3 separate regions of the Sus scrofa genome follow, and all the other regions are linked to region 3. A link is a contact called in public Hi-C data. All regions are on one chromosome and are shown on one strand. Each heading gives the region's core, a stretch centred on a gene start, on an enhancer-like site or on the middle of the called end of the contact. The rest is flanking DNA. Distances are from core to core; before and after follow the strand shown.

Region 1 (3,296 bases), core at 568-3,067, 260 kb before region 3:
TCATTATCATTACAACCACCACCATTTCAGCATATTCACCATCGAAGCCTTAACCCCTTCTTATATATTATCTCTAATCCTTCTAATCTGCCCTCAAGGCAGGAAATGCTATCCAAAATGCATAAATGTAGAAGCTGAGGTTCAGCAAAGTGAAGTCGCTTGCCACGGCCTCTCTGTCAGTGAGCCGCTGAGCTGGGGGCACGTCTAGGGCCATCTATGCCTCAAGCCTGGACTTTTCATCAGTCCCTGGATGGGCCACCCGGATAAATAGAAGATTCAGCGTGAATACAGCCCTGGATAAACCACCAAACAATGATGGGTTATCCTCGCCGGTAAGCGTGGTGGTCTGGGAGACACGGAGGGTGTGCAGTGAGGATGGGGCTGATCTCCAGCTCCATCCTCACAAGCTGTGTCACCCGGAGTGACTCCTGTGACTGCTACAGCCCTCGTGTGCCTGCTACAGTCCTGGCTTCCTCATGGACGTGTGAGATGCCGTCTGCTTTTTTTTTTTAAGTTTTCCCTTTTATTTTTCAAAACTTATTTATTTTTATTTATGTATTTTGGGGGTGGCACCCGCAGCACGCAGAATTTCCCAGGCCAGGGATCGAACCCACACCACAGCAGCACCCCGAGCCGCTGCAGTGACAATGCCAGCTAACTACTTCAGCTGCTGAGCCACAGGGGGACGCCCCAGGCCACCCTGTTCACTACCCAGTTCCCTGTACCTCCGACCCGCGCTCCACAAAAACTGGCCAAGGGAATGCATCTGAAAAATGGAAATCCCAGGGCTACCCGCCCTCCCCATCTTATTCAGGAGAGAACACGGGCCGTTTTGCACAAAGCGGAACACATTTCGGGGGATCGACATACAGAAGTTCCTGGTCACTGTTAATATAATTATATACGTTCATGATAATACTGTTATCGCCTCACAAGGTTATTATAAGGATCGATGCCTTTGGGAACTACACACGTAAGCCAGGGTTTTTACCATAACTAGTAACCAATGTGAACAGGAAGGGCAGACACTGACAAGCGGTCACGGCTAACATGGGAGAGACCAGCACGGAGCATCTGGGGAGGCTGCTGCCCCAGCCTTTCCATCGGCTCTGCACATCCGGGCCTCGTAGGGGGAGCTCCTGCCCAAGCTCTGTCCTAGGTCCCCGCCCATCTGGGATCCTTGGGCGGCATAGCCGGGCACGTCCACACTTGCACGGCCCAGTGAGAAAGCCTCCTGTTCCCACCGCATGGGTCACCTAATGCCCATAAGTTACAGCCACCTCAGCCAGGTCTCTGCTCAGCTTAGTTAAAAATAGAGTTTACAACGGAAACCTAAACCCAGTCTCCTCTGAATCAGGGCGGCGGGGGAGCAGGTGCTACCCAAATGTGGCGCCACACTGACGTGCACAGGGTGGTGGCCTTGGGGCAGAATGGCGGCTCCGGGGCCAGGGGGCGTTCGTCCCACAGAAGGGACCACATTCCCTCCTGTGCACCGCCAGCCTCCTGGTGACTCAGTCCGTATTGGCTCAGCACCTGCTCGTGTGGCAGGAGGACCTGAGGCTGAATCCACCATGCCTCTGGGTGACAAAGCGGACAAGAGAAGCAAGCCCAGAATAACACTAATTCGGGGCAGATTTCCTTAAGGAAAAGGGTAAACAGATGCGTCTTGGAAAAGGCAGCTCCCCAGAAGCCACAGTTCTGAGACCGGGCCCCCCTCCCACCGCCCCCCAGTTTCCACCCAAACTACTGGAAGCCAACCCTGGGCCCGGGAGCCCTGCAAATTCCTGTAATCCTGGAGGCTTGCAAGGCAAGTCCTCACTCTTTCCTGGTTGCTGGTGCCAAATACCATCATGCTTAGCGAACCCAACATTTCCGGAACAGGGTGAAGCTCAAAATAATTCTCACAGTTCGACTCACCGGCCCCTAAATAGCTTTGCTGATTAAACCTCTGAATCCTCATCCGAACCGGTGACATTCCTCCTGGGTGAGGCCAAATCCTTCACTGCCTTCCCTGCAAAGCTCAGGCCCGAGGGCCCAGTTCTGCGGCACACACCTTTGGGGTCCCCTGGCCTCCACGGGTTGGAAGCCTCTGATTTACGCTCTGGAACTGCCGATCAGGCTTCCAGCTCCCCCACCGCACCCCCCAGAGCGGAGAGGAACAACAGCTGCGAGAATCACCCTAATGACACAGCGCCCTTGTTTGGGGATTTGGAAAACAAGGGCAGCTGTGCACAGGTTGGGGCGGGACGGAGGGAGACGGGCCTTGGTGGAGAGACAGCTTGGGACCCCTCCGGATGTGGGGGGAACTAGAGGCACACAATCTGCGGTGGGAGGTATCGACTTGCGCCTTCGATGTGAACGGCTCGCCTGCCCAGTGGGGAGCAGACAGAGAAAGAACGGCCGAGGGTCTGGATTTGCTCTGGAGGTGTCATTATTATAATTACTGTTATTATGTCACCACTGTCTTTTTCAAAACCATTCCCGTAGGTGATTTCACTTTATCCTCACAATCATCCAATGAGGTATCTTGAAAGGGATCATTATCCCCATTTGAACCCCAGAGGAAACCAAGGCACAGACTGGGTGACTCTTGACCTTGGCCACACGATGAATCCAATGACAAGGATAATAAGAGGAGGCATCTCCAGTCTTGCTTCTGGCCAGACCGCCAGCGGCCAGAGGTATCGGAGGTAAGAGAGGACAATCACCGCCCGTCGATCAGAAGCAGGCCTCCTGGATGGTCGGGCGGTGGGGGCGGCTGGGGGCCGGGGGTGGGGGGGGCACGTCTCCCTCCCTGCACCCTCCCCTCTCGCAGTGCAGGAGGTCAGGCCACATGAAGGCCAGGGAGAAGACTGAACAACGACAAAAGCTAGTGGCGGATTGATTCTCCATTGCCAGGGGCGGCCCGCCCTCCTCCCCGCCAGGGACAGGCAGTAACAGGTTGGCAGCGCGTGCTCCCCGCCGCTGGTTCTCGGGGCTCAAGAATAAAACGATGTCAAGACTGGGCAAAAGCGCCATTCCTAGTGAGAGCCACCACAGCTCCAGAAATGAGATGCCACTCCTCATCCTGGACATCCGCTCAGAGGCTCTGAGCTAGAGCTGATGCATCAACAAGGAGCCGGTGACGGCCGACCGCACGCTCCGGCCTGGTCCTCACCAGCCAGACGGCAGGTGGTGAAGCCATGGTGGGCAGAGGCCCTGCACTCCCCTCTGCGGGGGGGAGGCTGTAATCACTTCCCTGACCACCTGCCCCATGCCAGTCCCTCTGCCAGGTGTGTGTGTGTCTGTCTGTCTGT
Region 2 (3,214 bases), core at 162-2,661, 220 kb before region 3:
TCCCAGTGAAGAAACCAAAGCTGGCCACAGGAGCTACAGAGCTCTTTGGGTTATGGGTAAAAGTCTAAACTCCAACAGAAGGAGCAGAAGGGGAAGGGCTGGACTTTGGGCAAGTTCCCTCCTCTGCTTGCTGGTGCAGCCACAACAGCATCCGAGCACATTTTCAGCCTCTAACTACTTCCGACGGGCTGTCTGGGTCCACCCACCACCATTCTACTCAGTGAACACACAGCTGCTGGGTGTGATACGGGAGGGAGCCCGGGGCTGGTGAAAGACACAAAACAGGGGCCACTGTTGCTTCTGTATCTATTCTGGGTCCAGGATGGATGATGTCACCTCCAGCGGCAGCGGAAAGCAGAGTCATGAATCATCCATGAACCTGCCCAGCCTCCGAGATAATAAATCCGACGTCGGCACCATGCGCTTTGCAGATCTGGTGCAGAGGCGCCGGCTCCGCCTGGGGTGCCGGAACACAGGCACCAGCGCTGGAAACATCCAGAGAGAAGGAGGCGCTTTCAACTATTCCCTGCGATCAAGATGGGGTGGCAAGTTGAGGAAGAAATTTCAAGTCTGTAGGAAGTGCTCGAAGGCACACAACTTTGATCACCGTAAAACCATGACAGTTGTTTCTTCGCACTGTTGGCTTTGCCAACCAAACCCAGGGATTAAGAGAAGCACTTCCGCACAGGGGCTGAAACTATTAATTACTGTTGTGCCCACCGGCAGCCTCAGCCCCAAGACTTTGTAGGTGTTACCCATTTTGACCCTCAGCTGCATTAATTTTGTTCAGAAACTCACTCTAGGATTGAATTTGGCAAATGTTCCTGCCTGGAAGGGTTGCTGGGACAACATAAAGAAATCAAGAAGTCTGTTTGGCAGGGTTTTGAAGTTTAGTGGTTGTCTCACTGTGTTTTCTGTCTTATTTTTTTCTAGGGTGGAAGTCGGGGCAGGAATGTAAGGATGGCAAGGTTTTTTATTACCGTACATATGAGCTCCCCTGGTCTCTCTCTCTCCATCTGTCTCTCTCTCTCTGCCCTTATTTTTATTTCCCTAAATAGCCAAGTTGAATGGACCAGCTGGGAACACTAGTCTACTGCGTATGGTGTGCATACTTGGAGTCAGGGGCTCTGAGACAACTCCTGAGTGTATTGGTAATTCCTTGGCTTATAAAGAAAAATGACTGAGCTCGGAAGACTACAAATTCAACATTATGCCTCAGGGTTCTTCCAGTCTCTCTCTCTCTCTCCCCACCAAAAAGTATCTGCAACACCCTAAGGTCAACTTCATGGTCTTTGGCCAAATTGGACCTGGGCAAGCCGGGAACTCTATCAGGATCTGGTGGCGCCTTCTCAGTTAGGTAGAAGGTCTTTTCTCTAATTTCTCTTCACATAATTTTGCAGAGGGAGCAGCTGTGACATGGACAGGAGCCTGCAGGGAGAAAAGGCTGTGCCCGCCCACTGTGACTGCAGGCCGCTGGTGAGCAGGGGACGCGCCCATCAGGAAGCGCGGCTTTGTCCTCTGTGCCAGGTTCCTAGGGCTGCTGTAACAAAGCCCCACCAACCGGGGGGCTTAAAACAACAGCTGTTTATTCTCTTTCTCTTAGCTTCTCTTGGCTTACAGGTGCACACTCCCGTCTCTGCCTCCATGGCATGTGACATGTCCCCGTGTGCCTCCCTTCGCGAGTGAGCTAACTTCTTCCCATATAACTTGATTACATCTGCAAAGACCCTATTTCCACCCAAGGTCACATGCTGAGATACTAGGGGTTCGGGCTTCCACACAACTTTTGGGGGGATACAACTCAACCCACAATACAGGGGAAAACCCAACAGCATGTGCCAATAGCTCTCTAGAGTATTATCATTTTCTGCAATCAGCAGGCTTTAGCCTTCATTCCTCAAGGAGGGACAGCAACAGTATTCTTTTTATTTATTTGTTTATTTATTTTTTGATTTTTGGTAGCGCAGGAGGCATGTGGAAGTTGGAAGTTCCTGGGACAGGGTTTGAACCCATGCCACGGCTGTAACCAGAGCCATGGTAGTGACAACACTGGATCTTTAACTGGCTGAGCCACCAGGGAACTCCCAACAGTATTATTTTTTTTTAATTTTATGGCACACTCCCGCATATGGAAGTCCCAGACTAGGGGTCGAATGGGAGCTGCAGCTGCCGGCCTATGCCACAGCCTTGGCAACGCCAACTCCAAGCCTGGCCTGCAACCTACACCACAACTTGTGGCAACAATGGATCCTTAACCCACTGAGCGAGGCCAGGAACTGAAGCTGCATCCTCATGGAAATGAGTAGGTTCCTAACCGACTGAGCCACAACGGGAACTCCCCAAAAGTATTCTTATTAGTAGTAACAGTAGTTATTATGTCAGTGATAAAGTTAACATATGCAGATAATATAAACATCAGACACTTCACATAAATTCTTCCTCTTAAACCTCAAAGCAAGTCCATCAGTTAATAACATTCCCCATTTAACAGATGAGAAAACTGAGAGGTTGAGAGAAGTTCAATAACTTGCCCAACATCACAAAGCTGGTTAGAGGTGGCACTGGGATTTGAACCCAGGAGTGTGACAGGACACCAGGGCTCTCACCCCTTTGCCACCTGGCCCAGACACCTCACCAACTTCCCTACTCTTTAAGCTTTAAGCAACGAGGACCCCGGAGGATGCTACATTGTGTAAGGTCCCCATATATTGAGCATCATCACTTGGGATAGGAAAATGCATTTCACTTTCCTGTCTTTAATTAAAAAGACTTTGAAATGTTGGAACAAAGGGTCTCCCTGTTCTGACCTCTCTCACCTCTGGTCTGGGATAAACTCAAGCAAACTGGGCTTCTTTTTAGCCCGGGGCCAGTCTGGCTAGTCTATTAATAGCACGTTGTCTGGGAAGAGCAGAAACTACTAAGACAATTCTCATCTATCTACCCGTCTCTCTGTTTATGGAAAGAAAAAGACAGAGGCGACTTACAGGCAAAGGATTCTGGGCGGCATATATAATCCAGACTTGATGGGCGCCCCCGGATCCCCTTTTCCTGGCAGGGCAGAAAACCCATGAGGCAGGACCCATCTCTCACTCGGCAAAGTGTGAGATGCCACATGTGGTACCAACCCATAATGACAGCCAAGCTGAAAAACAAGGCGAAAGGGACGATAGCTCTTGTGTTACCGTGCTGGGATGGGATGAACTTTGTCTTTTGA
Region 3 (3,088 bases), core at 426-2,925:
CCAAAAATGGAGAGGATTCCAAAAACTTTTCTAGGAAGAGGGGAGAGGGAGTGGGATGGACTGGGAGCTTGGTGTTAGTAGATGCAAACTATTACATTTAGAATGGATAAGCCACGAAATCCTCTTGCATAGCACAAGGAACTACATCCAATCTCTTGGGATAGACCATGATGGAAGAGAATTTAAGAAAGGGAATACAGGTATATGTATGAGTGGGTCACTCTGCGGTACAGCAGAGATTGGCACAACACTGTAAATCAGCTAGACGTGAATTTTAAAAATTTATAAATGAAACACAAAAAAAGTCTCTCTGGAAACAGGCAGATCCTTGGAGTGGCTGAGATGCCTTCAGGGCTTGAAGGAAGCCCTTGAGAAACCTAGCACACTGAGGTGAGAATACAAAGGAAGGTTATAGGCCAGGCAGGCATCCATCCCCCATTTTTATGCAATGGGGCTCAGGACCCACTGGCGCCTCCGAGATCTCACTGCCACTGCAATGATGCATCTCTCGGAGCTTTCAAATGGCAGAAGGCAAGTCAGAGCCCTTTGAAGGACCAGCCCCAATGTGACGCGTGGCAGAGTGACAGTACTCACCCCATATATTCCCCCTCTTGATATCTCAACTCTCCTACTGAAGAGGCTATGGAAACCCCAGCTCCTGCCTCTTCTGCCCGCCCCTTGCCCGGTGCGGAGGCCTGAAAGAAGAACTGTCTATGTTTGGTGAAGGGCTCTCCGAGGAACCCCATGGAAACATCCACAGCAAGACTGGACCCTGAGTCCTGGGGTGGTGCTTCCAGTTTCAGCATTTGTTTTAAATGTCTGGGGACAGCAAGCAACAAAAACCTCTTTGAATTCGAAAAGAAATACAATCCAACTCCTCATTTTACCAAGAACAGAAATCAAAGTCTTGCCGAAGGTCACATGCACTAGGAACTTGAACGCCAGGGTCCCGCCCCTGCCTGGCCAGGGCTCCTCCTGTCACCTGGTGACGCTCCCTGGAAACAGGCAGAATGAAACCCAAGTAGGTTCTAAATGCTTCGTCTCCGACAATACACCACTGGGAAAGAGATCGGGGAGTCCTAGGGCCTGTGGATGAGACCACAGTCTTCCTGGGCTCTGGACCACGTGGGCATCCTTCACCTGCTTCCAACTCTGGCATTAATGAGACGCTCTGGGGAGTAAAAGTGAGGAGCCGCCGGATAACCAAGAGACACAGCCATGCTCTATGCAGCACTGACCGACCCCAACCCCAGCCGGGGCTGAACCGAGGGGCTCAAGCCCAGCGTTTTCCTCTGGACTGGCTGCCCTCGGTCCCCGTGTGCTGACTGCAAGAAGCTGGAAACGCTACCATCCGCCCTCCCGAGTCATTATTCAACAACAAACAGGAGCTATTTTTAGAACTTTTTCCATGAAGGCGCCATAGGCAAAGGCCACCAACCTCTGAGACACAGAGAGGTTAAACAAGGCTATCGGACCCAAAAAAAAAAAAAAAAAAAAAAAAAAAAAAAAAAAAACCAACAAAACAAAACACCCCCCTTGAAGAAGCAAGTTGCATCTCATATTCATCTGCTCCCCACGGCTGCTCATTTTGTAAATGGCCCTTCAAAGGATCAGGAGGACAGGCAGCTTTTCCCAGGAGCCTCTGTGTCCGTTCTGCAAAATTACGTAACTCAGAAAACGAGGGTTCTGATTTGATTACACTCTCCACAGCCTCCTGGCTGAGCTCAAGCCGCGGTGCACACCGGCTCCTGGCGAGCAACTCCAACACGGAGAAGGGAAGCAGGGACAAACCGTTTTTCACGAACTCCTATAAATGAGTCTTTGAGAAACCTCTTGACACCCTCAGGGACGCCCCCCCACACTTGCTCCCCAGCAAAACCCCACTCTGGGTTTCTGGCCCACCCAGACTGGGAAAAAAAATTACACATTTCAGAGCTTGGGTTTACCGTGTCGTCCGCCCTTAATGGAAGTTTATATTTGCCTCCCACATAGGGGCATTGTTAGAAGGAATCAAATAATTTACTGTTAAACACTCGGTTTAAAGGACAGAGCATGCTCTAGGGAATGCGAAATATTACGATCTGCCTTTTTTAAAAAAAAAAAAAAAAAAAGGTGTTTACTTGTCTTTTACGACGAAGCCAAGGGAAATAGGATTTTTTCCAAATGTAGTCGGAGGTGCTGAAAAACCTCTTCTAATAATCCCATTTCTACAAAACGCAGGGCTGTTTTGCGGGGGGAAATTCAAAAAAGCCCCTAGAATGCGTTCTCCTCGCCAAGTGGGGTCACACACGTTCCCCAGGTCCTTCGGGGATCTCATTATTGGGGGTAACCACCCACAGCGCAAGCACCAGGCACATTGCTAGGATCTGTCTCCCATCCCCTCTGCCTGGGAGCAATCTCCTTTCTTAATCATTCACAAATATTTAAATGAGTCTAGGTTCCCATCAGAGAGGAATCAGCAAGGTAACTATGATTCAGTCACATAATTTGGCAAAGTGTATCACGAGCCCTCACACACACACACACACACACACAAACACCCCTTCCAAAAAGTACACAAACTTTGACCCAGCAATTCCACCCAGAGGAATGTCTCCTCAGGCCATAATCAAACAAGAGGGTTGTTTTTTTGTTTTGTTTTTTGTTTTTTTAAAAAGTCTGCTCAAGGATGTTCACTATCACACTGTTTATACAGGCAAAGCTGAGCCACCCAGCTGTCCCACCATAGAGGATTACAGTTAATGAGGGTACAGCCACGAGACGAGCATCCTTCGCCACCAAAAGTGGTGACGCTGAGGTGGGCACACAGGGTGAACATGGCACTCGAAGCAAATTCATTAGAAAACTGTGTGTCGTGTGATCCAAGGGTCCTTTCGGACAAATACACGCTTATTAGTAAATGAAAGAAGCCCATCTGAAAAGGCTGCAGTCTGTGTGACTCCAACCATCTGAAAAGGCAAAGCTATGGAGACAGTAACAAGATGAGCAGTGGCCAGGGGTGGGAGTGGAGGGAGAGGTGACCGGGTGGGGCACACGGGATTTTCAGGGCAGTGAAAACACTCTGTGTGATAGGAAACAGATACACGTC

The links. Hi-C and Micro-C count contacts between places; a contact is called where the count stands out from the background.
Region 1: a Hi-C map of skeletal muscle shows a contact between it and region 3, with 10 times the contacts expected there. The contact joins two enhancer-like sites. A contact is called at or near these places in 1 of 47 Hi-C or Micro-C datasets (skeletal muscle) and 1 of 2 datasets of contacts at active chromatin or transcription factors (skeletal muscle).
Region 2: a contact with region 3 is called in a Hi-C map of skeletal muscle, with 4 times the contacts expected there. The contact joins two enhancer-like sites. A contact is called at or near these places in 1 of 47 Hi-C or Micro-C datasets (skeletal muscle) and 1 of 2 datasets of contacts at active chromatin or transcription factors (skeletal muscle).

What each region holds. Positions count from the first base shown.
Region 1 is chr12:33,863,107-33,866,402 of Sscrofa11.1, reverse strand. The region is part of intron 7 of MSI2 (RNA-binding protein Musashi homolog 2-like); the gene reads right to left. Among named protein-coding and RNA genes, the nearest start is that of CCDC182, 170 kb to the left of the region's middle. Within about 2 kb of position 1,817, at least 15 of the 83 cell types and tissues checked have an H3K27ac peak or open chromatin away from gene starts, as enhancers often do. A contact at or near this core is called in skeletal muscle, where this site is marked.
Region 2 is chr12:33,828,323-33,831,536 of Sscrofa11.1, reverse strand. The region is part of intron 7 of MSI2 (RNA-binding protein Musashi homolog 2-like); the gene reads right to left. Among named protein-coding and RNA genes, the nearest start is that of CCDC182, 200 kb to the left of the region's middle. Within about 2 kb of position 1,411, at least 4 of the 83 cell types and tissues checked have an H3K27ac peak or open chromatin away from gene starts, as enhancers often do. A contact at or near this core is called in skeletal muscle, where this site is marked.
Region 3 is chr12:33,608,133-33,611,220 of Sscrofa11.1, reverse strand. All of the region lies in intron 5 of MSI2 (RNA-binding protein Musashi homolog 2-like), which reads right to left. Among named protein-coding and RNA genes, the nearest start is that of MSI2, 72 kb to the right of the region's middle. Within about 2 kb of position 1,675, at least 16 of the 83 cell types and tissues checked have an H3K27ac peak or open chromatin away from gene starts, as enhancers often do. A contact at or near this core is called in skeletal muscle, where this site is marked.